Linked DNA regions of Mus musculus: regions 1, 2, 4 and 5 are each linked to region 3. The links are chromatin contacts, called in public Hi-C and HiChIP or PLAC-seq maps. All regions are on one chromosome and are shown on one strand. Each heading gives the region's core, a stretch centred on a gene start, on an enhancer-like site or on the middle of the called end of the contact. The rest is flanking DNA. Distances are from core to core; before and after follow the strand shown. Region 1 holds the start of Fjx1 (four jointed box 1). Region 2 overlaps Ldlrad3 (low density lipoprotein receptor class A domain containing 3). Region 3 has its middle 12 kb from the start of Gm34268. Region 4 overlaps Ldlrad3 (low density lipoprotein receptor class A domain containing 3). Region 5 overlaps Ldlrad3 (low density lipoprotein receptor class A domain containing 3).

Evidence for each region. Hi-C and Micro-C count contacts between places; a contact is called where the count stands out from the background. HiChIP or PLAC-seq counts read pairs in DNA pulled down with a chosen protein or histone mark.
Region 1: a Hi-C map of forebrain shows a contact between it and region 3, with 5 times the contacts expected there. The contact joins the promoter of Fjx1 here to the enhancer-like site in region 3. A contact is called at or near these places in 6 of 39 promoter capture datasets (the 3T3-L1 cell line, hematopoietic stem and progenitor cells, hippocampal neurons and 2 more), 3 of 15 datasets of contacts at CTCF or cohesin (the NIH/3T3 cell line, large pre-B cells and pro-B cells), 15 of 484 Hi-C or Micro-C datasets (3T3-L1-derived adipocytes, the HL-1 cell line, the N1E-115 cell line and 11 more), 17 of 115 datasets of contacts at active chromatin or transcription factors (craniofacial prominence, embryonic basal ganglia, embryonic forebrain and 13 more) and 2 of 9 other capture datasets (adipose tissue and liver).
Region 2: a contact with region 3 is called in an H3K27ac HiChIP or PLAC-seq map of double positive thymocytes, with 2.4 times the contacts expected there. The contact joins two enhancer-like sites. A contact is called at or near these places in 6 of 484 Hi-C or Micro-C datasets (cerebral cortex, double positive thymocytes, forebrain and 1 more) and 3 of 115 datasets of contacts at active chromatin or transcription factors (double positive thymocytes, embryonic limb bud and thymocytes).
Region 4: a contact with region 3 is called in an H3K27ac HiChIP or PLAC-seq map of double positive thymocytes, with 5 times the contacts expected there. The contact joins two enhancer-like sites. A contact is called at or near these places in 2 of 484 Hi-C or Micro-C datasets (the Ba/F3 cell line and cerebral cortex) and 2 of 115 datasets of contacts at active chromatin or transcription factors (double positive thymocytes and embryonic limb bud).
Region 5: an H3K27ac HiChIP or PLAC-seq map of double positive thymocytes shows a contact between it and region 3, with 5 times the contacts expected there. The contact joins two enhancer-like sites. A contact is called at or near these places in 2 of 484 Hi-C or Micro-C datasets (cerebral cortex and double positive thymocytes) and 2 of 115 datasets of contacts at active chromatin or transcription factors (bone marrow-derived macrophages and double positive thymocytes).

What each region holds. Positions count from the first base shown.
Region 1 is chr2:102,449,037-102,453,751 of GRCm38.p6, forward strand. Fjx1 (four jointed box 1) reads right to left here and starts at 2,756. Exons shown (of 1, transcript NM_010218.2): 1 at 330-2,756. The coding sequence starts at 2,552. The coding sequence ends at 1,200.
Region 2 is chr2:102,116,181-102,121,096 of GRCm38.p6, forward strand. All of the region lies in intron 1 of Ldlrad3 (low density lipoprotein receptor class A domain containing 3), which reads right to left. Among named protein-coding and RNA genes, the nearest start is that of Ldlrad3, 68 kb to the right of the region's middle. Within about 2 kb of position 1,416, at least 47 of the 459 cell types and tissues checked have an H3K27ac peak or open chromatin away from gene starts, as enhancers often do. A contact at or near this core is called in double positive thymocytes, where this site is marked.
Region 3 is chr2:102,256,834-102,261,757 of GRCm38.p6, forward strand. No RefSeq gene overlaps it. Among named protein-coding and RNA genes, the nearest start is that of Gm34268, 12 kb to the left of the region's middle. Within about 2 kb of position 1,563, at least 65 of the 459 cell types and tissues checked have an H3K27ac peak or open chromatin away from gene starts, as enhancers often do. A contact at or near this core is called in the N1E-115 cell line, the P5424 cell line, cerebral cortex and 2 more, where this site is marked.
Region 4 is chr2:102,088,438-102,092,746 of GRCm38.p6, forward strand. All of the region lies in intron 2 of Ldlrad3 (low density lipoprotein receptor class A domain containing 3), which reads right to left. Among named protein-coding and RNA genes, the nearest start is that of Ldlrad3, 96 kb to the right of the region's middle. Within about 2 kb of position 2,519, at least 13 of the 459 cell types and tissues checked have an H3K27ac peak or open chromatin away from gene starts, as enhancers often do. A contact at or near this core is called in double positive thymocytes, where this site is marked.
Region 5 is chr2:102,031,278-102,036,090 of GRCm38.p6, forward strand. The region is part of intron 4 of Ldlrad3 (low density lipoprotein receptor class A domain containing 3); the gene reads right to left. Among named protein-coding and RNA genes, the nearest start is that of Gm39888, 42 kb to the left of the region's middle. Within about 2 kb of position 3,099, at least 72 of the 459 cell types and tissues checked have an H3K27ac peak or open chromatin away from gene starts, as enhancers often do. A contact at or near this core is called in double positive thymocytes, where this site is marked.

The DNA of each region.
Region 1 (4,715 bases), core at 1,506-4,005, 190 kb after region 3:
CATATTTACCACATGATTAATATAGGAACATATTACAGTGAAACCCTTTCATATCATTTTTATTTGCTAGGAAATGGAGCACTCTTCTTTCATCTCTTCCTGTTCCCTCTCTCCCTTTCCAGGCTGAACTCAAATTTCTAGTCCTAAGGTCCATTTGAGGGAAGACAGAGAAATCTGCTTTTGCCTTTGTTCAGCTCCCCAGCCCCAACCACAAAGGGGGTGGATCTGCATCCTCTGTTTTACAAAGCACACCCACTCGCCAGAGAAAACTCAACCCCATTCCAAAAGGAGATGAGACCAGAGCCCTCAATCAAATCAAACCTCATGAATTAAGTTCTAAATTTTAAACTCCCTTTTATTGAAATATAAGTTTGTTTAGTCTATTTACAGCACAATTTATGCACATATATACACACAGAAGGCAAATTCTGTCAAATAAAAAAGTTTTCTTACTAAAAAATTAAAATTAAAAAAAGTAAAGTGCATGAAACTGATTTTTTTCCCCCTCTGGTGAACATCATCATTGTCAATTTTGGTCAATTGGGAGACGCAGGAAGAAATTCATTATTGACTCTGCTTATAACTAGTCCTGAATTCATAGCCTTCAGGCCAAAATGATAGGAGTTCAGGAATGGGTGAGACAAACTGTCAGGGTCTGGAGGGCTCCCAGGGGCGGGGAAGTCTTGCTCTCTTTGTCCTATCCAGAGCTGTCCCTCAGCTTGGAACAGTTATCTCACCATCGCGCGCCGGAACAAAGGGCGAACACAGGAAGGGGGTTTCACCAGCCCTTGTCACAGCCTGCTCTGGGGCCACCAGCGCTGTGTTTAGTAGGAAATAGAGGAATTAGCTCAAACGGAAGTTTTCCTTTTTGGGAAGGGGTGGAGGGGGCGACAAAAATGGACTGCATCTCCCAAAGAGACTGCCATTCCCGGGCCAAACCCCAGCAGCCAGTTTCTTCGGATCCAATCTCCACACAAGCACAGAACTCTTTTTATAAGCTAGGTGGAGGGAATGTTACACTTCTCGCCTCGGTGAGTTTGCCCTTCCAGAACTTGGAAAGGAAACAGCCTGGCATGAAAAGAAAGGGGCAAGTGGGTAACACACAATTTTTTTTTTTAGACAGCTTGGCGATCAGACCATTGGGTGGGCGTTGGCTGGTTGGTCGTTGCCCGTGGCAGAGAAGACAGCCCTAACCCCCATCATTCATACCCCAGTCCCTCTCTTCCTCGGAGTGTTATTAAGTCCCCGGGCCGGCGGCCGTACTTGGCCTTGCAGTGCAAAATGTGTTTGGCGAGGAAGTCAAGGCGGCGCTGTAGCAGCTGAGCGTGGGGTTCTGAGAGCTCCGCCAGCTCTGGGAAACGCGGTTCGTGGCGACTGTAGAGGCGCAGCAACCGGGCCGCCGCGTCCTGACCCCGGTGCAGCTCCAAGACGCGCCTAGCAGTCCGCTCTCGGAATACACACACCGACTGTAGCAGCGGTTCGTTATACTTGTCCCACATGCCGGCTACCCGGTAGCCGTGCACCAAGCCCGCCTCATTGTCCAGAAAGACCAACGCCCCTCCTGGTCCTCGGTGCAGGTTGCTCGTAGCGCGGTGCATAACGCGTGGGTCCCACTGTAAGCTGAAGAGGTTGCTCACAAGCCGGTCAAAGTTGGCCGTCAGGTAATCGAAGAGGATCAGATCGGTCCATTGTACCAAGTCCACCAGCTCCGCCTGGCTGAGGTTGGTCAGCTCGCCCCCGGCGTCGCGCAGGGGCCGCAGACGGCCGTCCTCTGATCGCCAGGGCTCGGGCACCACCACGTCGGTGAGGTTAGGCAGCCAGCGCGTCAGGCTCACCACGCTGCCCTCGGTCCAGTGCGCGGTGCGCAGCTCCTCCTGCACCTGCACCCACTGCGCGCCCCGAGCCTCCACCCGAGCCAGTGCCAGCGGCGGCACGTGGCGCTGGAGGCCCAGCAGGCGCGCAAGGTAGTAGGACAGGGCCTCGCCCTGTATCTGCTCTGGGTTGATGCCGTAGCGTACACAGGCACGGGTGCCGTCGGCAAAGCGGGCTAGGCGGTTGGAACTGCGTCCGCAGCCCCCGCGATCCAGAGCCACCACCCGAGCACCCCGTGCCACCTCCAGCCACGCTGCTGCTTGGGCTTCGGAAAAGCCCCGGGGAACCTGCTCCTCCAGGCCGCGGCTCCAGAAGACGCCCCCGTGCACCGCCCTGCGCTCCTCTGGCCAGGACAGCCCGGAGGGCTCGTGCCGCCCGCGGTCGTCCTGGTGCCTCCTAGGCGGGTTATCCGCGCCGGCCGCCAGGGTGAGCAGCGCCCGGAAAGTTTTCAGGGAGCCGCCGCGGGCGTCCCATACTAGGGGCGGGGGCAGAGGGAATCGCGGCTCGGGCGCGGGGCCGCCACTCTGGATCGGATGCGGAGGGAGTCGATCTTCGGGCGGCCGGGAGGCTGGCAGCTCGGTCCGCGGTGGCAGGAGTCCTCCCCACAGCGTCAGCAGCGAGCTCAAAGCCAGCAGCCAGAGCCCCGCGGCGGCGGCGGCGCCCCGCATCTTCCTCCCCATGCTCCTGCCGGCGCGCCGGTGCCACCGCCGCCGCTTCAAGCCAAGCCCGGGCGCCCGGGTGCGGGCGGCGAGGCGGGCCCGGCTGCTAGCTGGCTCCGGGGCTTCGGGTGCCGGAGCCCCATCGCGGCCGCGGAGCGCTGCGGGGCTCTGGCCAGCGCTCTGCCCCGGCGCTGGGAACTCGCCTCCCCGTGGCTTCCCAGCAGCTTTTGTATTTCGCTGTGAGACCCTCCGGCGGGCGCGATTCACAGGCGCCCGGACCACGTGGGAGCGAGGGGGATCCCCCTCCCCCTCCTCTGCCGCCTCTCCCCGCCCCCCACTCCCCCGCCCCTTCCCTTCCTCTTCCCCTTAAAGCGGCAACCGATCCTTCCAGGAGCGAGAGGTGGCCCCACGTTCTGTCCCGGACTTCGGGGCGGGGAGGAGGCTGAACTGAGGGCGTCCGTGCGGGGGCGTCGGAGCGGGGGCGGGGGCAGAGACCAATTGTAGGGCTTGGGAGTAGCGGCGTGTCCGGTGCTCTTGTTGGGAGTGGGATGATCCCCTTGTACCCTCCTTTGGACTGTGTCTGATCTGAAAACTTCAGACAGCCCCCCACCGCAGTACAGGCAGGGGTCAGGGTGAGTCCTTTTGCTACCTCACTTGGTGTGATTCACGCTGGCTTATGTAAATTCCCCGGAAAGTCTCGAGCCCTAGAGGATGTGACTCCAGCTGGGAGAGGAACCATCTGTAGCCAATGACTTTGAACCCATAACCTCTCTCCAGATGCAAGCTCCCCGGTATGGATCATTGCAGGCTTGAGAGCAATGAGGTTAACTTCTGTGACTTTTCTCAGGGATGCTTGGAATTAAACCTTGCTGTGCAAGTTGGACAGCCAAGTCAGGTCCCCTGGTCGCATGCCACTTGGCTTTCCCATTTTAAAGAAAGTTCAATATGTAGAGATAGGGATATCTAGATAGATATAAACACTTATTGTCAACATTCTCACCTTGTTTTTAAGTTGTCATTTAGTCAGTCACTTTATTCCCAATTATAAATTTCTCCCAAACAAAGGAAAATAAACAATTGTTTTACTAGTTTAGTGTAAAGGAAAAAGGACTAGTGGGAAGTGGGGCAGTGAAGAAAAAAACAAACCAACACATTATAAAAACTGATGCATCTTCCTCCAGACTTTCTTGGATTTAATTTACCAGCAAATCTCTTGGAAACAAACTGAATCTTTCCTTTCCCTTCTTGTATCCCATATTTCAAACTGGAGATTCTTAGTCATAAGATCAGAGCCGTGAGGGGTCCTGAGAGCCAGAGCTGGCACTGCCAGGGAACTGTCCCAGGACAGTACGTATGCTAAGCAGGTTCTCTTCTGACTCCTCCCCGAGTCCTACAGCCAGAGTTTAAAATCGGTTTCTTTCACATTGTGTGTGTGTATGTGTGTGTGTGTGTGTGTGTGTTTCCTTTCCCTATATTCCTCTCCTGGGAACACATGCGAGGTTTCAGCTGGGCTACATCTGCCTGTGCTGTGTATATTTATTCTGGAGTTATAGGGTAGACAATGTAAAATGTTTGTGACAGAGTAGATACATTAACCTTCCAAAACATGGCTGACCCAAGGCATACACCTTCCTGGGTTTCTTTCCCACTGGTACCTTGTGTGCCACCTGAAAGTGTGGGGTCTTTCTTAAATGTGTTCCCAACCACGGGGCTTCTTGTAGTGCTTATCTGATAAAAGGATTACAGTGCCTTCCATATGGATCCAGTACAATATATTAATTCATTAAAAAGTTTTTTTTTCTTGCCTCATGCAAGCTTCCCCCTGTCTTTCCCTAGAGAGCAGGGACTGTCTCTTATCAAATTTTTATTTCATATACCAGCTAATATAGTATATTACATGAAATAAGAACTGGATTCATTGAATTTAATTTTTGTCTTTTGATGTAACTTTTAGGTGTTTTTTTCCCCCTGCATTGAGTTTAGTGTGGGCAAACTGTAAGCAAGATCTCCACCTTGTGGGCATAATCAGAATATCCTCTAATTAGAGAACTACATTTTATAGTGGTGATTAAGTTAAACTCAGAACACTAAATGCCACCGTGGGCCAAGTTATGTCCCGAGGGCAGCGGGGCAATTCACAGTGCTTGGTGACTCTGTGGTTTTGGCTCTTGGCAGAATCTGTGA
Region 2 (4,916 bases), core at 166-2,665, 140 kb before region 3:
GAAATACACACACACACAAACAAACACACATATACTCATGCGCTTACATAGACCCAGAATACAAACACTCACACAGGCTCACACACCAACACTGTCGGACTCCCTGGTGTTTCTTATTTACAATTCAATGCAACCAAGAAAGAGTCCAAAAAAAAGAAGTGACATTTTCAGTGGAGACTGACACAAAGCAAAGGAGTGCAGATCAAGAGAACAGTGTCAAGGACCTGATGTGGGGAGGCACAGCCCAGAAGGATCAGAAATAGAGGATGTGCCACTCTGACCTGCAGGAGCTGCAAACCCACTGAGCTACCATTTCTCCCACCCTTCCACCCAATCAATGAGGATGCTCCATTCTGTTGAGCACAGACTCAACAGAGGACTTCCCCTGAAGGCAACCCCACAAGTCACTAACCCTCACAGTGAGCACTAACTTTATGATCTGCACGTCCATGGAGAGGTATCCAGACAGCAGTCATATGCTGGATTCTAGCCAGACACTACGTGCTCAGCCCAGAACCTCCACACCCCTGCCCTCTACCCCCTATACACACTCCAGCTGTTCGAGAACAACTGCTCAGAGAGTCACCAGCCAGCAGGAAATTCCTCCGGGCTGCAGAATGCAGGGCTGTCGCTTGGGTTTGTTTGGAAATCACTTAGACTCTCTTTTGTAGAGCTAACTCCTCGAAGACAAACCCCCTGGAAAAGTCACTACAACTGTGAAATCTTGCTCTGATAAACAGATTTCTGGAACCAGAAAATTGGTCAGATTAGATTCCAAAGACTTTGCTCAGAGCATCAATAAGGCTGGCAACATATGGACTTGATGAGTGATTGTGTAGGTTCAGAGAGTATTTATCCCATCCTTTATATGCATTACACACAAATGCCCTGCCAGTACTACAATAGGCACATGCTCTGTGCTCTTCTAAGTCCCCTTAAGCACACAAGGCGCACCCCACCCAGTGCCTTAGCAAAGTGACGTCATCAAATGTAAGCGCCTAAGAAGAAGCCAAAGCAAGAGAAGATCCCCCTGTAGACTCTGTCTTTCTAACCCTCCTCAAGCCCAGCCCAGCTGCCTCTCTGGCCTAGTGGCTTCCATGGGTTATCTCTAGTTCCCTTTTCAACCAGCAGTCTACACAGTGAAGAACTGTGTGGGAATATATATAAAAGTCAGGGCCTAGAGACATTTTCTTGCATTGACTAGGGGTGCTACTGCCATTTAACATGTAAAGGTCAGGGATGTGATACGACTTTGCATGGAAGGGTTTCGGGGGAGGGAGGAGTGCAGCTCTGACTTTTCGATGTATTGTGCCACATTTCTCCTAATCTGCCACCCACTGAGACACACCACACCACAGAGCCATCTGGCTTGACAAGTCAACAGTGCTGAGGCAGAGAAACACCTGCTACTCAGCAGTTCTCAGTCGCTCCTGTTGTTTCTCTTTTCACACAGTGAGCGTTTTCAGTGCAGGTGACGGTATCTCTAGGACCTTCAGCAACTCTGAATTCTTACATCCTGGTGTAGAGAGCCTCTCTTCAGAGGCATGACCCTGACTCTGAAGCCCCAGCACCTCCCTCCTTTAAAACCAGTGTCTTGATCACACGAATGTCATTCCTGTTCCCCAGGCTTCTAAGCACGGGGCAGGCTGACCCAGCAGAGTCTTCAGCCCATCTTCTCCCTGGTGTTTGGGGCTGCATTGGATCCCTCCAAAGCTTTAAGCTGTAGGCCTGTTAGTAATCTCGTAATGGGAGCACATTTGTCTTTAGAGAGGTAATACATTAAAATGAGGCATTAGAGTAGACCCTAATTCAACATGACTGGTATCCTCACTGGAAAAGAAAATTAGGGCAGACACACACACACACACACACACACACACACACACACACACACACAGGAGAAACAACATGAAGACACAGGGAACCATTAGTAAATCAGGGGATGGGGCTGAAAGGAACCAACCCAGCTGACAGCTTGATCTCAGATCTCTCTGATGAGACAAACAATCTGACGTTCAAGCCACACTATTGTACTGGAAATCTAATCCAATATGCTCTCCTCCTTCTGCTTATTCTTTTGACCCCCAGCATAAGTCATCAAATCTGAGAACCTGTCCCAGGCACCCAGCCTGAGGCTGGTTCTTCTATTAATCCCTCTGATCCCATCCTGTGTTTCCCTTAATCCCAGCCCATGTTAGTGATTGCCTCTTAAGGAATATTCCTGCTAGGCACACACACACACATACACACACCATACACACATACACACCACACACAAACACATACACACACCACACACATACACACCACATGCATACATACCACACATACACACACACACCCCACATACATCACACACATACACACACACACCATACACACCACACACACAAACACACCACACACACACATACACACACACCACACCCAGAGGCACAGGCTCTGTCTGTCCTCAGCTCTGCACCCCAGGATTCTACAATTCCCAGCTCTCCCATAAGTATCACTGACAACTCTAAGAAGTAAACCAGGCATGGCATTAGTACCTTAACCTCCATCCCTGAACCACCCCATCACCCTTACCCCATTTCTCTAGCACTTGTGTGGGACTGTGCATACATAGTTAAACTAAGGAATACAGAGAACCTAAACCTGAACAGGTAGATCGCTATCCTGTCTGCTTGAAAGGTTAGAAATCTTTCAACCCAACAGCTGGGCATTCTAATGGCAGCAATATTTCTCCCAGTTCGGTGTCTCGGAATATACTTAAATAAAAACATGACCAGCCTTAGCACAAAGTTGGCTTCCTCCTCCTCTCCTCTCTCTTTTTCACTAAGTCAAAGAATCCAAAGGAGTTGCATGTTTCCCTGCAGAACATCACTTAACTGAAAATAACTGCACCATCTGTGCAGGAATGGAAAAGTAAAAGCCACGCCCTTCCTTGTCGGGCAGAAGACAGCAGCCTGTTGCTAAAGCGTCTTCCAGGGCCCCTGGCCCGCAACTCTTATTTGATGTGGGGAACAGAACCGGAACAACTAGAAACTCCAGCGGGGCTATGCTCACTGCAGTCGCCCAGGACATTCAGCCAGTGACACAAACGTTTCCAGCTGTGAAATGGGAATTTCATCCTGACAGCTGCTGTCCTTTGGCACTTCTCCTTGCTCTCCGCTGCGGCTCCCTCCCTAGCAGCAGCCGTCATGGTCGTCATGGTCGGGTCTGAATGGACATCTGCAAACTATCAGTAGACTCTGCTTTCCGATTGCTCCCTTCGATTCTCCTCCTTCTCTTCCTGACAGCCTAGATCTGTGGGCACCGCTGAACGGAACAAGAGGCACAACTCGTCTGCGCAGCACACACACAGCTTAGCATTCATGCTTGCAGATCTCAGAGAGACCTTCCTTCCCTACTACCTTTTCGTGCTTTTCTCCAGGACTCATTTCTTGAGACATGCAGACACACCTGCATGGACATATACTTTCACTCACCGACAGGTTAACACCACCTAGTGAGCTCTTCTTCAGTGATTTGTTTATAAGCATACCTAGAACATGTGTGAAGAGCCTTTGTGCTCTGGACTGTTCCCGTGTGATGTGAGCGCTACACAGAACCTCGGACATCTGTCCTGTGTATTTTTCCAAAAGCCATTTGGTCCTCATCATGCAAATATCTTCCTGTTCAAGCTTGGATAGGGGAGCATCTGGCTGTCACCGAGAAGGCAGCAGTCACACAAGGATGTCTGGTCTGGCCTAGCTCCAAGCACCTGTGCTTAGCCAGCCCCCCTCCCCGCCCACGGCCTTGTTAATCTATACTCCCTCTGCCCCAGGAGCTCATTCCACTAGTGCTACCTCCGTTTACCCATCTGATGGAGGAGGATCACCCTGATATATTGCTGAGAAAGTGTAACATAACCCCACACTTCAGCTGACTTTTATAGCCACAGATATAACAAAAACATGATCCCTGATCCTGAAAGAAAATCCTATGTTAGTCACATGGTGTTTCCCTGAGCGAGAGTTAAGGATGGAGAAGGACGCTAGGCTAGTGATGGAGCTCAGCTAGCGTCTGCCTAGCATCTGCCCATCACACGGCTCATGGCTTGTTTCTCCCAGGAAGTGCTCCAAGATGGCAGATGTTTTGTTTCCTTCTTATAAAACAAGTGAGGGAAGAAGGCCAGTGGCCAGCATTCAGGAAGCAAGGGAAGGTCACAGGAGGAGGTGCAGGAACTCACAGTTTCCCTAAGGAGTCAGCTCTCTAAGTTATTCTCCTTTGGACCTCTGTCCTCTTGGGCTGAAGCTTCTGCTTACAATCTTACATATGCTTTCACGTCCTTGCATCACTTCATGAGGAAAATTATGTGGGAATGGTGTTCCTGTTTCGGGGAGCTACTGAGCCACTGGGATAAGGTCTCATGTCCACCCTCCAGAGGCCCTGCAGCTCCTCTTGATACAATCCACAAGTTGAACCCTGTGCCACACCAGAGCCTTGCTTTGTCCTTCCTCTGGCTCTGTGAACAGCCCCTGAGACGCCAAGTACTACAGGCCTTCCTCTGCGGAAGATCTACTGTCTACCAAAGCACTTGGATGTGGCAGGACTTTAATAGCCCCCTCCCTTTTTTCTTTTAAGTTCTTAGAAGAATCCCCTGCCCATTTTATAGATGAAGGAGCAGACTGAAGACAAGACTCACCCAAGGTCACACAGCTAGAAAGAGTCAGATAGTTAATACTTCAGTCTTGCTGGCCAGGAATCTAGGCTAAGTTATTGGATAGGTACCTATCTAAGAAAGAGAATAGTATCTCATACATCTTTCACTGATACATTTTTTAAATCTTCAAAATCATTAAGAGTAACTTTCTATATTCCAGGTCTACCACAGAGAGGAGTGGGGTAGGGGGTAATGAACTTCTTGTGTAAGCAAAAGT
Region 3 (4,924 bases), core at 313-2,812:
ATCCACTCTCTTTCAAATCGTAGGAACATTTATTTTGTTCCATTTTCTCTCTCTGTCTTTGGCCACTTGAAGCCTCATTTCTGTCTAAGTTCAAACAGATTATAAATTTGTAAGGTGGTGCATATGTGCATGGCCTGTGATTGCCTTCCTTGAAGAGGGAAAGTTCTGGTTTCCTCTCTCTTTTCTGTTGCCTGAAGTGGGAGTGTATTTTTTCCTCCCCTTGGATTTGAGCCTTCACAAGTGTTCCAGAAGAAAATTAAACCAAATAGAGAATTAGATTCCCCTCCCTTTTCTTGGAAACATCTTGCCACTGGGCCACGCTCCCTGGGAATTAAATAACTCTTCAAAAGGAGATCAGAAATAGATTTCTCAGTGGGGTTTCTAGACGTCAGTAAATGAATTTATGGAAAATGGGTTAGGTTTGGCAAATTTTAAACTGAGATCCGGTGGATGTGTAATCTCTCCATACAAATACTTCCTTTTTTTTTACCTCTCCTTCTCCATAGTCAACTAGAACAATTCCTCTTTATTTCAGTTGTTCAATCTTTAATATTCTCCTCCAGCTGCATGCTAATAGAGGGGAAAGTGGGTGTGGTAGAAAAAGTAATATATGTTGTGATAAATTCTTGACTGTGCAGTAGCAATTATCGTTTGGAGTTCAGTGGTAGGAATCCAGGGTGACCTAAGCTGGAGGGCTGTAATCAGTGTATGCACTCTGTAACTCTCTTTTCTCATCAATCAAGTTGGAGAAAGCTTCATGCCCCTCCCCAAACCAGACTGAAAATACTTTGCATATGAGAACGCAAATGCATCCTGGAGCTCTTCCGTCCAATGTGAGTTAGTCATGTGCGGGTACACTTGAGATGGAGTGGACAAGGGAGCAATACTGAGAAGCAGGATGGAGCAGCCAAGGTCCACATGGCAGCCGCACCCGGGGCAATTTAAAGCTGCGTGTTTCTCTCTCAGCTCTACATCATTTGACCTGCTGCTTGTTTACCAAGTCACCCTACCCAAGTCAGTCAAAATATGATAGTGCCATAGACGGGATAAGGCTTCTTCCCCATGACCCTCATTCTTCGTTTCTGCCAAACATGGGGAAGAAACAGGAAAGATGAAGCTAACATCCATGCGGAGTCTGATTTCTTCTTTGAGAAGCTGCTTCAGGTCAGGTCTCTCCAAAGCCAGCGCCTGGACGGCAGAGGGAGGGCTCTGCAGCTGGGCTAGGGTGAGAGGACAGGCCAGGACACACCCCACCCCTGCACTCCTGCTCCCCTGCAGTGCCGGAGTGGGGAAAGCATAGAAACAGTAGCAGCTATTTTGCTAATATGGGCCACGCGCTTGGCAGATGTTACTTCCTGTAACGTTGCCAGCAATGCCCTGAAATCAGGACTCTGTTCCCATTTAATAACTGAGGAAACAGAGGCACGGTGGAGACTGAAATAAAAGTAAAGTAGTCAGGACAGGGTTGAAGCAAAAGACATCCTGAAGCCTACAAAGGCTAAATACTGCCTCTCTGACCCATTACTGGAAAAGCATGTGGGGCACTGCTCAGAATAGAGCTGCTGGTGGGGCGCCCCGCTGTGAGGTGGGAGGAGCCGCGGGCATCCCCATCACCCCCCTTCTCCAGCACCACCACCACCAGACAACTTCTTCCTCCTCCTCCTCTGCCTCTTCCCTGGTTTTCTTTGCTTCTGGCTGCGGGGCACAGAAAATTGACTGGCTTTCTGCCCTGGATGGTCTCCCATGAGTGACTCCCTAACCTTCAGTCTCCTCAGCCCAGTCTCTTTTCTCTTCCGGGGCCTCATGCTTGTGTAGACACACACTCAGTCTTTTTGTGCTATCCTCAGAGTCTGAATCTAGCACCCCCGAAGATCACCAAATCCACGGATGCTAAGTCCCTCAGACAGGACGGTGTAGCATTTGTACACTGTGATTCAAATCCTCTCACTACAGCCAATGCGATGCAAATGCAGTTGTAATAGGTGTTGTGCATCTCATTGAAGGAACAGTAACAGAGGGAAGGTTCACCATGCACAAGTCTCCATCTCTTTTCAGTGACTGCATCGTTGATCCCATGGCTACAGAGCCCACAGCCACACGGTATGTGCACAGCTGTGAGTGTACACACATGGGCAAGTGTCCATTTCTCTTGATCCTGCTGTGTTATCTTATCCAACTCAGCCTTGCCGGTGCAGTAAACACCCACTTCATAAACTAATAAACGCTGGTTGAGTGAATGAGTGAAATTGTGTTTGTTATTAAAATTAAAAAAAAAAAAAAAAAAAAAGATTCGGCCCCGCCCCTGCTCCAGGATCGCGGTCCTAGCAGCCTCTCTGCTCTGGGTGATCTGAGGCAGTTTGGATCCCAGTGTACCAGCAGATATTGACGTGGGGACCCTCAGCAGCAGAGAGGTCATGGCCAAGGGACTCACCTGGATTCCCTCCCTCCCTTCCTCTGAGCTCATCCTCCTCACTTCCTCCCTGTGAGGCCTTTGCTGGCAGGTGAGCGGGCAGCAGCTGTGCTGCCGGCAAAGCAAGGGAAATATGTGCAATTTCCTGAGCGGGCGGGCGTACTAGGAGAGCAAGGTTCATAAAGAAAAGGAAAGCGCAGAGCTAAGCCCGGCTGGCAGCCTGCTAACCTCATTTCCTGGGGACCCCAGCAACCTGCAGAGAGCCTCAGGGTCCCGGAGGGCGGATTCCACCGGAAGGATGCTGGGTCATCACAGAGCCTGGCTCCAGAGCGGCCAGGTCACAGGGCCATCTTAATCTCTGAGGAAGCCAGTGCAGGTTTCTGGGGCCCTCAGGGTTTCCTCAACAGCACTTTGTGTTGGGAATTTGCAACTGGTTTCAGCCCTTCAAACTCAGGCTCCCTTACCTAAGCTAAGTGTTCAAACCCGACAGACAAAGACAGCTTAAGAGTTCTCACGCATGCTGCTGAGAAACGTCTTTCTTTCTTTCTTTACCACAGCTCTGACTTTCCACAGCAGTTCCCAGGTGCTGGATAAACCGCAGCCCTGCCTCACAGCTGTGGGGTTGAATCCACAGATTCAATTAATTGTGGGTTAAATGTTTTGTTGTTGTTATTTTTGAGACAGAGTTTTGCTATGCAGATTTGACTTGGAACTCATGGCAATCCTCCTGCCTTAGTCTTCAGAATGCTGAGCCAATGATATTTTTCAAAGTTTGCATCAGGTTCCATTGAGACTGCCCAGCAGCTAAAGGTCCTGCCTCTGAGCTTGATGACCTGAGTTCGAGCCCTAGGGCCCACAAGATGGAAGGAGAGAACCAACCCCTGAACGTTGTCCTCTGACCTCTACATACATGCCTTTAGCATGTGTATGCGCACACACTGTCTAATAAATATGTAATATATAAAACATTAAAGAGTTGCATGAGTGCTGAACACATTGAGGTTCTTTACTGGTCGACCCAACACAACACTGCCTGACAATTATTTGTGGAGCAGTTACTTAGTAGCAAGGACTAGTAGTATAGAGATGATGTAATGTCTATGGGATGCTGTGCCAATTCTATGCCATTTTATGTAAGGGACTTTATAATGATATCCAAGTAAATCTTGGAATAATCTCTGAGGAATTATTCTATGTCTGAGCAAGGGATGGCGGATCTTTCAGTCCAATCCCATAAGCACAGTCTGATGCAGGTCTTTAGAAGTCATGGTTTGTTTCTCTAGGTAAAATTAAACCTTCCCAGTCCCCGAGTTCTTTTCTGGTGTCTCAGTGTGTGGTGGTGGCACATGCCGTGACAACAGAGGAAGCAGATGACCTCTGGATCCTTGTTGGAGACTGATGAAGAGTGGATGGCCTGGGCTACTTTTTGCTCTGCACCTGCGTAGGTGTGATAGGTCAAAGTTTGGTCCTCACATTGTGGCCACTGAACCTTATGGCTGGTCACCTGGGCTGCCTGGGCCCTCTCTTGTCTGGGTCAGGTCCTAGGCATGCTCCTGCCTGCTCAGCCCATGTTGCTTCTCACTGGTGGGCACCTGGGAGATCTTCCATCTTTGTTCTTGGTGGAGACAGTGTGAAAGGCCAAGGATCATGTCAATGCTATCTCCAAACCTATACTTTCCTTTCAATACGACACTCTGTGGGAAATTTCAAATATAAAACACTATTTGAAATGTACAGTTTCAAGTAAATATACAGGTTTTTTATATTTATTTATTTATGGTGGCTAGCTAGAACGAGACCATATGCTTCAGGGGAATTTAAAAATAATTGAGTGAAGAGAACAAAGGAAATGTCATGACAGAACAGAGAGGAACCACAACACCAGGGGACCGGCAATAGTGGGGAGCTGTGACAACCCTTTGTCCTTAAGGGGTGCACACTGGAAAGTGAGTGATGAGAACGTAGCCAGGCAAGATGAACACTAGTCACAAGCTCTGGTAAGCTATGGCTCATGGCCTACAACTTATTTTGTAAATAAAGTTTTATCGGAACATAGCCAAACTTTTTTCCTTACATCCCACACTCTCTGTTGCTACTTTATGATCCAGTTAATAGGAAATAGTGACAGAGACCATACAGCTTACAACACTTAAACTATTCACTGTTTGGGTTCTGTGTAAAGAAAGCCTGCCGATCACTGCTTTTACGTGCTGAAGTATGCCCAGCTCCATTCATTTACTGAGGTTCACTCTTCAGTTCCTCAAAGTGTAACTGTGGTTAGAGACGAGGTAATTTTTACTTGCTTGCTTTTGTTTGTGTAGACAGAGTTCCTTGTATCCCATCCTAGCCTACATGTAGCTTCCCATGTAACTGAGGCTGTCCTTGAACTTCTGACCCTCCTGTTCTCAATTCTTGGGTGTCAGGATTAAAGGAATGTATCCTATAACCAGGCAGGGGTAACATTTAACAATGAGGTCATTAGTGCGGCTCTAGCTCAATCCGACTAGTGCTCTT
Region 4 (4,309 bases), core at 1,269-3,768, 170 kb before region 3:
AAGTTACACACATCTCTGTGTATATCTGTGAGGACATTCCCAGGCAGGTATAATTGAAGAGAGAAGATGCAACTGAATATGGGTGGAACCATCCCACGGTCTAGGCTTAGGTCATTTAAAGGAAAGGAGGGGTAAGCAAGAAGCACTGTTCTCATCTCTCTCTGCTTGCTCACTTCAGATACAGTGTGACCGACTGGTCACCTCCTATTCCTATTGCCATACCTTCCCTGCTGTGATAGACTGTACCCTCTCAAACCATGAACCAAACAATTCCTTCCCCCATACATTGCTTTTGACAGGTCTCTGGTCACATAAATGAGAAAAACAACGAATACTGATGGACAGCTCTGGGTGGACTCTGATTCTCCAGGATGGGTTCCTCAACTCAGCCCATTAGGGTTGGGTGATTCTTGGCTGTGCAGAGGATTCCCTGTGAACTATGGGGTTTTCCATCACTTTTAGCCCCTGCCCACTATCTACTAGCACTGGCCCTAGGAGTGACCATCGAAGCCATCTCCATCATTGTGAGATGTTAGCATCATGCCTGGCTGAAACCTACTGCTTTAGCAGTAGTGCTGGCTGAACTAGTGAAGCAGAGAGATGGTTAGGAAGAGAGAGGGCTCAAGGTTCACTCCTAAGTTCTCAACTATAACAAGGCAAGATCATCTCAAGCATCCTGAAGGCCGGCCCTCTGAGCCACTGGATCAGCTTCTGAATTCCCGCGCCAATCCATCATTCCTCCATTCACACAACATACAGCGAGTCCCAGCTGTACCAGGGATGCCAGCCTAACTTCAGAAGCACACCATGTCAAGGAGACGATCATGCACGTTTCGTACAGAGAGATGCACATGTGCTTCACAAAAGCCCCCGAGAATGAGCAGGAACAGGAAGGGAGAGATGACCCTCTCTTCTTGCAGGAATCAGGGGCAGTTTGAAAGGGATCCCCTCCCCCTGCCTTGGCAGAAAGGCACTGGCACAGAGGACAGGACATACGTAAAGAGCTGTGAGACAGGGCAGAAAGGTAGAGTATGGGAGAGGGATGCGCAGCCAGTGGGAATCACAGGGCCAGATAAGGGTGTTTTGTAAGGCACTTCAAAGCCTCACTGGATTCTATTGTGATCTGGGCCCATTGAGATTGCTATTACTTCAATTCATTATTCCTGATAATTAAAGAAAACTCAAGGCAGACATTCATGGGGAGCTCAACAGGCCTCCGCCTTGGGAATAGAAACTTCCCAGCTAAAGACTTGTTCCAATTTCAACCTCTGCCTCAATGATAAAACAAAACTTAGGGGAAGAAAGGCCTTACCCAGCACTGAGGGAAGTCGGATCGGGAACTCAAGCAGAAACAGAAGCAGAAACCATGGAGGACTGCTGCTTACAGGCTAACTCACTGCACTATGCTTAACTAGCTTTCTTGTCGACTCCAGGTCGACCTGCCTAGGGATGGTACCGCCCATAGTGGGCTGGGCCCTGAATGTTGATCTTCAAATCTCAGTCAAGACAGTGGCTGACACATATAGTCACAAGTTTAGCTGATGGAGGCAATTCTTCTCTTGAGATTTCCCCCATGGCAGGTAATTCTAGGTTGTATCCATTTGACAACAAAAGCTAACCAGGACGGCACTGTACCAACTCTGCCACATTCAAAACTATAGTCAAGAGAAGTTCAGCAGTGCATACAGGATTTCTCCATTGACAAGTGGCAAGGCCAGCCAGCATGTGCCTCAGGCTGCCTAGCTGCAGCGCTCCATGGTTTTTGTGAGGGCAGTGACTGGATCAGACATGCAGTATGGAACCCCCTGCAGCAACACTACAGTATAGAAAAGGCAGATGTCACCCAGACAGAATTATTATATGGAAAGGTTGAACCACTCCCAGAAGAACAATGGCCCAGGGAAAAAGGACTAAGAAGGAAGAGGGCAAACAAGAAAGATGGTTGGCCACCCCAGCTAATCATGGAGGGACAATGTGGTGGATCTCGCCCAGTCTGCATGAAGGGCACCTAAGGACATCACTACCTGCCCAATTTTGCCCAATTTAACAGCAGATTCCTGGGGATCCGTGCAGCAATTTCATTACTGAGAGAGATGCAAAAGCCAGGATATGGAGTATCAAAGGCACATACTCAAGTACAGCAAAGGAGAAAAGAGAGGAGCAGGCAGGAGGCCGTGGGAGAGACAAGAGGATGTGAAGAAACAATTGCAGAAATCCCAAGTCTGAGTATGGAGTGGATTTATCCAGTGAAATAGGACACTCCTATCCCCTACCTAGACCTGTGAACTAATCTTATGTGACCTGTCTTCAGTCCACGAGGGACCTCGACTATCAGAAAGCAAGGAACAGGGCAGTGTTTGTCAGAGTGGTTACAGAAACTTCCTAAGCTTCATCTGAGACTCACTGCTTATGGAAGGAAGGTCTGAGATTATTCTGATGCAGACAGCTTAGGCCCTGGGAAACACAGACTTGAGGCCTGAGGTATACAGACCTCAGACCCGCTGCAGCAGCAACCACCTGGGTTGCTATTGCACAGCCAGCCTTGCCCCAGACCTACTGAACTAGAATCTTCAACTGACAGAGTCCCACCCTCCACTCCAGCTTCTGAAGACTTATAAAGCTGGAGGCATCAGGGACCGTTTCAGGGAGGATTTGGGAACTGAGGTCAGTGGTCCTAGGAACCTGCCAGACATCTTTAGTGCACAGAGCCCAGAGATGTTCCTGCTGGGTTTGTGTGTGCTGGGGATGGTACAAGGATGCACACACAGAGATCAGAGGACAGCCTTCTTGCTTCAGACAGGGTCTTTCACCTGCCTGGGATTTCAGCAGTATGCTGGGCTAGTGGCCCACAAGCCTTCAGGGGTCTTCCTGTCTCTGTCTGTCGTCTGTCTCACCATCACCAGGTATGCACATGTGAACTCCCACCCCTGGCTTCTTACAAAGATCCTGGGATTCAAATTCAGGTTCTCACGACTTTTACAAGGCAAGCATTTTCCCAACTGAGCCAGCTCCCCAGCTGTCGATTTTTACCAGGAAAGGCACCCCTGAGGGAGACTCCCATTGTGGTTCTGATGTTTCAAGCCCCTGCTGCATGCTCTGGAACTGAAGAGCAGTTAGAATTTGCTTCAGCTACTAAATATTCAAGCTCTTCCCCCCCCCCCCCATTTTTTGCAGAGGAAATATGTTGTACAGGGTCTTGCCTCTAATCTCTAAGGCTCCTCAAAACCCTCCACACTGATGAGCCAGGCCATACACTGACCTGCAGGGGGCAGCATAACAATGGTTTAGGCTCACTCTGGAATGTCTGTATTCATATCTTGGCTCCACCTTTCCTGTAAGCTTCAATCCTATATAAAGGGTGTGTGTCTGTGGGATTTAGTGTGGCAATCTAAATTCTTTATGATATCAGCCATGCAGAGCACTGAGCAGAGAGTCTGGTGTACAACGTTGCAACAATATTCCCAGGTTGGCACAGACCCCAGAGTGCCTCTGTATACTCTGCTCACTAGGAGTCCAATCTTTTTGCATATGTAAACAATTCAAAATCTATTCCTACACATGTGCTCGTGTGCCAGCAAACGGTTCTGTCTTCCCACAGGGACAATCATAGGTATCTGGTGCTTAGACGTGACCAAGTCCCTTTAGAGTGGAGGAAAGTAGAGCCTAGGGGAGCTCGAGCGCTCAGCTCACCCACAGCAAGAGCTGGCTCCTGCACAACCCTGCGAAAGAGACAGTAACAACCAGGAGGAGGGAGGGAGGGGGGGTCTTCTAGAGTTTGCCATTCTCCCTGCATAGGAACACCCAGGCTGCCTGAGCAACAGCTGATCTGAGGAGGGCTGCATCTTTTCAGCCGGCTGAGCTGCCTGTCTCTTCCCCTGAAACCCTGTTAGTCACTATGAGTACCCTACCTCCCTGGAATTAAATACAAAAGCCACTGAAGCTGCCAGGGTCCACAGTTCTTGGGCACAAAAGCCCCTCATTAGCCTCTGTCCCTGTCTTAAAATCTAAGCAAAACATTAGGATGTAATGACAGAGGATGAAGATAATAGGTATCCGCAAATGCTGACCAGGGAGGGGTGTCCCAGGGTTCACATCCACTGGGATCCAACTGTGGGAAGAATGGTTACTTAACAGGCAGGAACAGGGATGAAGCAGAAGGAGACGTTGTGAAGACAGGCTGTTAAAACAATCAAGAGGTCCTTTAAAAGTCTTGAGAGACATATGGGGGAGGTGTCTGTCTCTGTCTATCTCTCTGCCTGTCTGTCTCTGTGTCTGTGTGTCTCTGTATGTGGTTGTATCTCTGTGTGTG
Region 5 (4,813 bases), core at 1,849-4,348, 220 kb before region 3:
AGATTCCGTGTGCTGTGTATTATACCACAGTCCTTTAAAAAGGGCAGATTGTCCCCAGTAATAGCAATACTATTTCACTCAGAAAAGCTAAGCATAAAAAAACTTGGTGCTGTTTCTTGGTTTGGTATATTGTCCTTTGGCCCCAAAGTAACCAATGTATTTATTTACTTTATGACTGGTTAATTTCAGGACCCAACTACTGTCATTCATGATACAACTTCTTCCCTTACAGAGAAATACCAATCCTGCCCTATCTGAGAAGGCCAGAGGCGGGAGGACATTACAGAGGAAAAGCGTCCCCAACCCCCATGGCCAAAACTTGCTTGCAAGCTGCCTCTCATTTCACTGTAATTCCTTGTGTAAAATGCAAGCATCCCTCATCCAAGCACTGTAACAGGCACAGCCTCCCATCCATGTGCACTGAGATCCACTGGGCCCACTTGTGGTGGGACAAAGTCAGACAAGAGCATCCTGAGAGAAGCCAGGGCTGATGGAGCACAGGTAGAAGTTTCTGTCTAGTCAACGGGGTGGATGATCTGGGATGCTGGAGTCTTGACACTGGAAGAACAGGAGATCAAGTGCTTTGATTAAAATTCAGAGAACAATGCATTTCAGACTCCAGAGCTGACAGTCCCCAGGAGTGGTGCAATGATACCACAGCATAGCGTAGCCACAGAAGCTCCTAATCAGCAGCAGTGAGAGGCACAGGGGGTGAGTCACAAGAAGCACCACTCAGGGTGCTGTCTTAATTGGGGTTTTACTGCTGTGAACAGACACCATGACCAAGGCAACTCTTATAAGAACAACATTTAATCGGGCCTGGCTCACAGGTTGAGAGGTTCAGTCCATTATCATCAAGATGAGACCTTCCAGGCAGGCGTGGCGCAGGAGGAACTGAGAGTTCTATATCTTCATCTGGAGACTGCTAGCAGAACACTGACTTTCAGGCAGCTAGGGTGAGGGTCTTAAGCCCACGCCCACAGTGACACACCTACTTCAACAAGGCCATACCTATTCCAACAGGACCACACTTTCTAATAGGGCCACTCCCTGGGCCAAGCATATGCAAACGATCACAGGTGCCTAGCATGGTCTAAGCACTCAGACTTTCGGTAGAGGGCAATGAGCAGTAACAGAGTGGTAGAGGGGGCTGGAGAGAAACCTCAGCTCCAACTCAGGCTTACAGAAAGGCCTTGCAGGCTTGTGGTGAGACCAAAACAGCTCACCAGAGCCCTGTAATGCCTTCTGGTCTCACCTGGCTCAGGCGCATCTGCTTCTTCCTTCCAAATGTCTTCTGGGCCACTCCTGACCTCCCAGTACCCTAGAGATGTAGGTCAGGATCGTACGCTGTATCTAGGACCAGCCCCCACCTGACCCAGGTGGGCACTACAGGCAGGCATCCCCACACTTCCTCTCTTCCAATGGGGGTTCCCTCACCTTGCTGTTCCCTCTACCTAGCAGCCGCTTCCCTCTTCACAGACTCCTGCCCACCTCCAGATTGAAACTGCAAACCTCTGCTTAGAGGACTCCACTCTTATCCTATTGTGCCCTACACTTTTCCTTACACGACTCACATGCTTGTGATTGCCATTTGCCGCCTGTCTCCATGCTCTGCAGTGAGCTAAATGAACATAGTACGTGGGCTTGCAGGAAGCCGAGCCATGGTTATCCTATCAACCAATGTGGGTGGAGGCTGGGAAAGGAAACATCTTTTGGCAGAAAGTGGTCCTAAAACAGTTCACCAAGCAAAGACCCAAAGGAGGCGAGAAGACTGTGGGGTGGGGCAAGGGTGGTACAAAAGTCCCTGCCACCACAAAGTACCTCCTTTCACAGCCTCCAACTGCCTCACTGTGACGGAAATATGGCAGAACTCTGTGCCTCAGCTGCTGTCCTGGCAAAGTGCCCAACCTCAGCTTACACCCACCTGCAGGGGGTGGCAGAGCTTATAGAACTTGGGATGGGAACTGAGAAAAGGGAATTATCTACAGGCTCTAAGCCCAGAAAGCCCCGTGGACCTGTGGCAAGCCTGGCTGGATGTAGGCTCATGTCCGCAGGATGGCTGGAGACCCTTCCTGGCTGGGTTGGCTCATGTCTGCAGCACGGTTGGGGACCCTTCCTGGCTCCTTGTTATTTTCATTCTGGCCTGAGACACAGGATGCTGGATGTGAAGATGAAGGCTGTATTGACAGGAAATTCCAGACCTCATACCTCTGGCCTTCTTAGAAGCAGCGAGACACCAGCTCCTGTTCATAGTAGCCTTAGCCACCACCCCTGCAAGTCAGACTCCCTGGCTTTGACATAGTCAAGAGGGACAGGCGAATAGAAGGCCTCCAGAATTGTACAGTGCACCTTTGAACTTAACCTCTCCCCCATGGTGACCAGGGCATCTGAAGACAGGGCTCCCTCCCCCATCCTTCCCTCTCTCTCCCTCCAAAGCAGACTGCTAGGTCTTATCACCTCTCCTGTGCGAAATCTCAAATCTGCCTGTTTTGCTCCACAGGACTTGGCATTTGCCCTCCGTGTCCTTCATTTGGTTATAAAAGTGGAGGCCCAGCATGGTCTCTCAGGGCCAACCTTGGCCTCTGCCTACTACTGCCCATCACACCTGAAGCTGCTCTTTGTGTAAGTCTGACCACACGTGTCTGCTATGTGTTGCTGCTGCTGCTCTTAGGATGTAATGATTTCTGTGACATCACAACCCCCCAGGCCCTAGCCGAGCATCTGTGCACGGTGACTTAGGAATCTGCATTTGTCAAGCACCTGGCACAGAGCAAGGCCGAGCAAGGCAGTGCTAACTGTGTAAGATGGACCAGTGTTCTCGGGGGAGGCAGAGGAGGCTGCACTTACAGGGCTGAGCCCTATGGGGTGGGTGTTGATACAAGTGCTGATTAACTGTTTGCCTAGATACTGTATCACAAACAAACAGGAAATTAATTCTCCATCTTTCAATTCCCTTTCTGAGTTTAATTGCAAGCCATATAATTGGTCTCAATTTCCTTTAAATAAAAAGCCTTCTGCTATCAATATGTAACAGCAAGGAACTCCAGCTCTCTGCTACCTCGGATACTTCTCCTTCCTCCAACACATGGGGAAACAGCTGGACACATTCTGATATATTTTTGAAGGGCACTAAAACACCCCACCCAGACCTTCGAGGTAGCAAAAGCAAGGCAAGTGTGTGCTTTAGACACCTGCAGGCAGATGTAAAATGTAAGCGTGACAGGCAAGTGCGTCCAAGCATGGGCTTTGGAATGAGCGTGAATGTGTGACAAGCTGTGTGATCTTGGGCAGGGTGTGACCCTTCTGAACCTAAGCACCCCAATGTGTAAAGAGAAGGCAAGTTATATGGACGGCTATGAGTCAGACAAGGCGCAAGTGGGCGACCTAATTAAGAAGCCAGCGTGGTGACTCAGATGTGGTTAGAAGTCGAGGCACCGTCACCAATTTATTATCTCAATGCTGCTGTTGCTACTGCTACTTCTGATGTGAGGCCATAGAGCACGTCCGAAGCCTAAGCATCTCCAGGCAAACGGGGACGTGGCCTGAGTTTATGGCATAATAAGGCATCTAAGGCATCTGGCCTTATGCTTTTTCTTTTCTTTCTTTTTTTTTTTTTTTTTTTTTTTGGTTTTTTGAAACAGGGTTTCTCTGTATAGCCCTGGCTGGCTGTCCTGAAACTCACTTTGTAGACCAAGCTGGTCTTGAACTCAGAAATCGGCCTGTCTCTGCCTCCCAAGTGCTGGGATTAAAGGCACGAGCCACCACCGCCTGGCCCTGGCCTTATTCTTGAATTCAAGATTGTTGTTAAGCTTTTTATTCTCATAATAACTGAGGCTAGTTCACTTTTCTCTTACATATGGGGAAACGAAGGCACAGAGAGAGATATGAAAGGAACTCTCCCAGGATTAGACAGCATGTACTGTATAAATCCAAACATATCAGTGCAAAATCTCCTCCTCCCAAGTGCTACTTTATTTTCTGTGATTTTCAGAATAAATTATTCACAGCTGACCGTCTTTCAAACCTCCGCTCAGCCATCCCAGATCCATAGGCAAGCTTGCAGTCTTGTTAATGTTTAATGAATACAAATAAATCATAAAATAAAGATATTCCTTAAGACCTATATATTTAGCTCCTAATGGCTGTTTGTGTCTTCTTTGTTCAGATCAGGATGAGAAACATTCAGGAATCTAGCCTTTACTCATTTTTGGGTTTTTCTGAGATAGGGTATCATGTAACCATGCCAACCTTGAACTCCCTATGTGGCCAAGAAAGACCTTGAACTTCTGACGCTCTTGCCTCCATCTCCTGGGTGCTGGCTTCACAGACGTGGGCCTGGTTTATGGCAGCTGCTGAACAAACTCAGGGCCATAAGCTATGCAAGCAGTCAGTCTATCAACTGAGCTACGTGTCCAGGCCCTGGCCTTTATTTTTAAATGCAAATCTTTCTTTCAAAACACAAAAGAACTCTGCTTGGTATTAAGGAATACAATCAGATATAAAAATTTTCAGCAGTCACCAACAGAGATAATCACTACCGACAGTCCAGTGTTTTTTTCCCTCTGGCTGGCCCCTTAAATTTCTGTTTGCAGAGGGAAGCTCCCAGGACACATTGTGTAAGCACTGGACCTAGCTGTGGAATGGTTACAAGTGTCCAAATTATCTCAACTATCCTATGTCCTTTATATGTGAGTCCTTTGTGGACTGTGACTACACAGAGTTCTTTCTTCTTTCCAGTAGAAATTTAAGAGGAAACGAAAGACAGAGACATGCCATAGATTACCTAGAACACTGGCCTTACAGAGACTAAAGC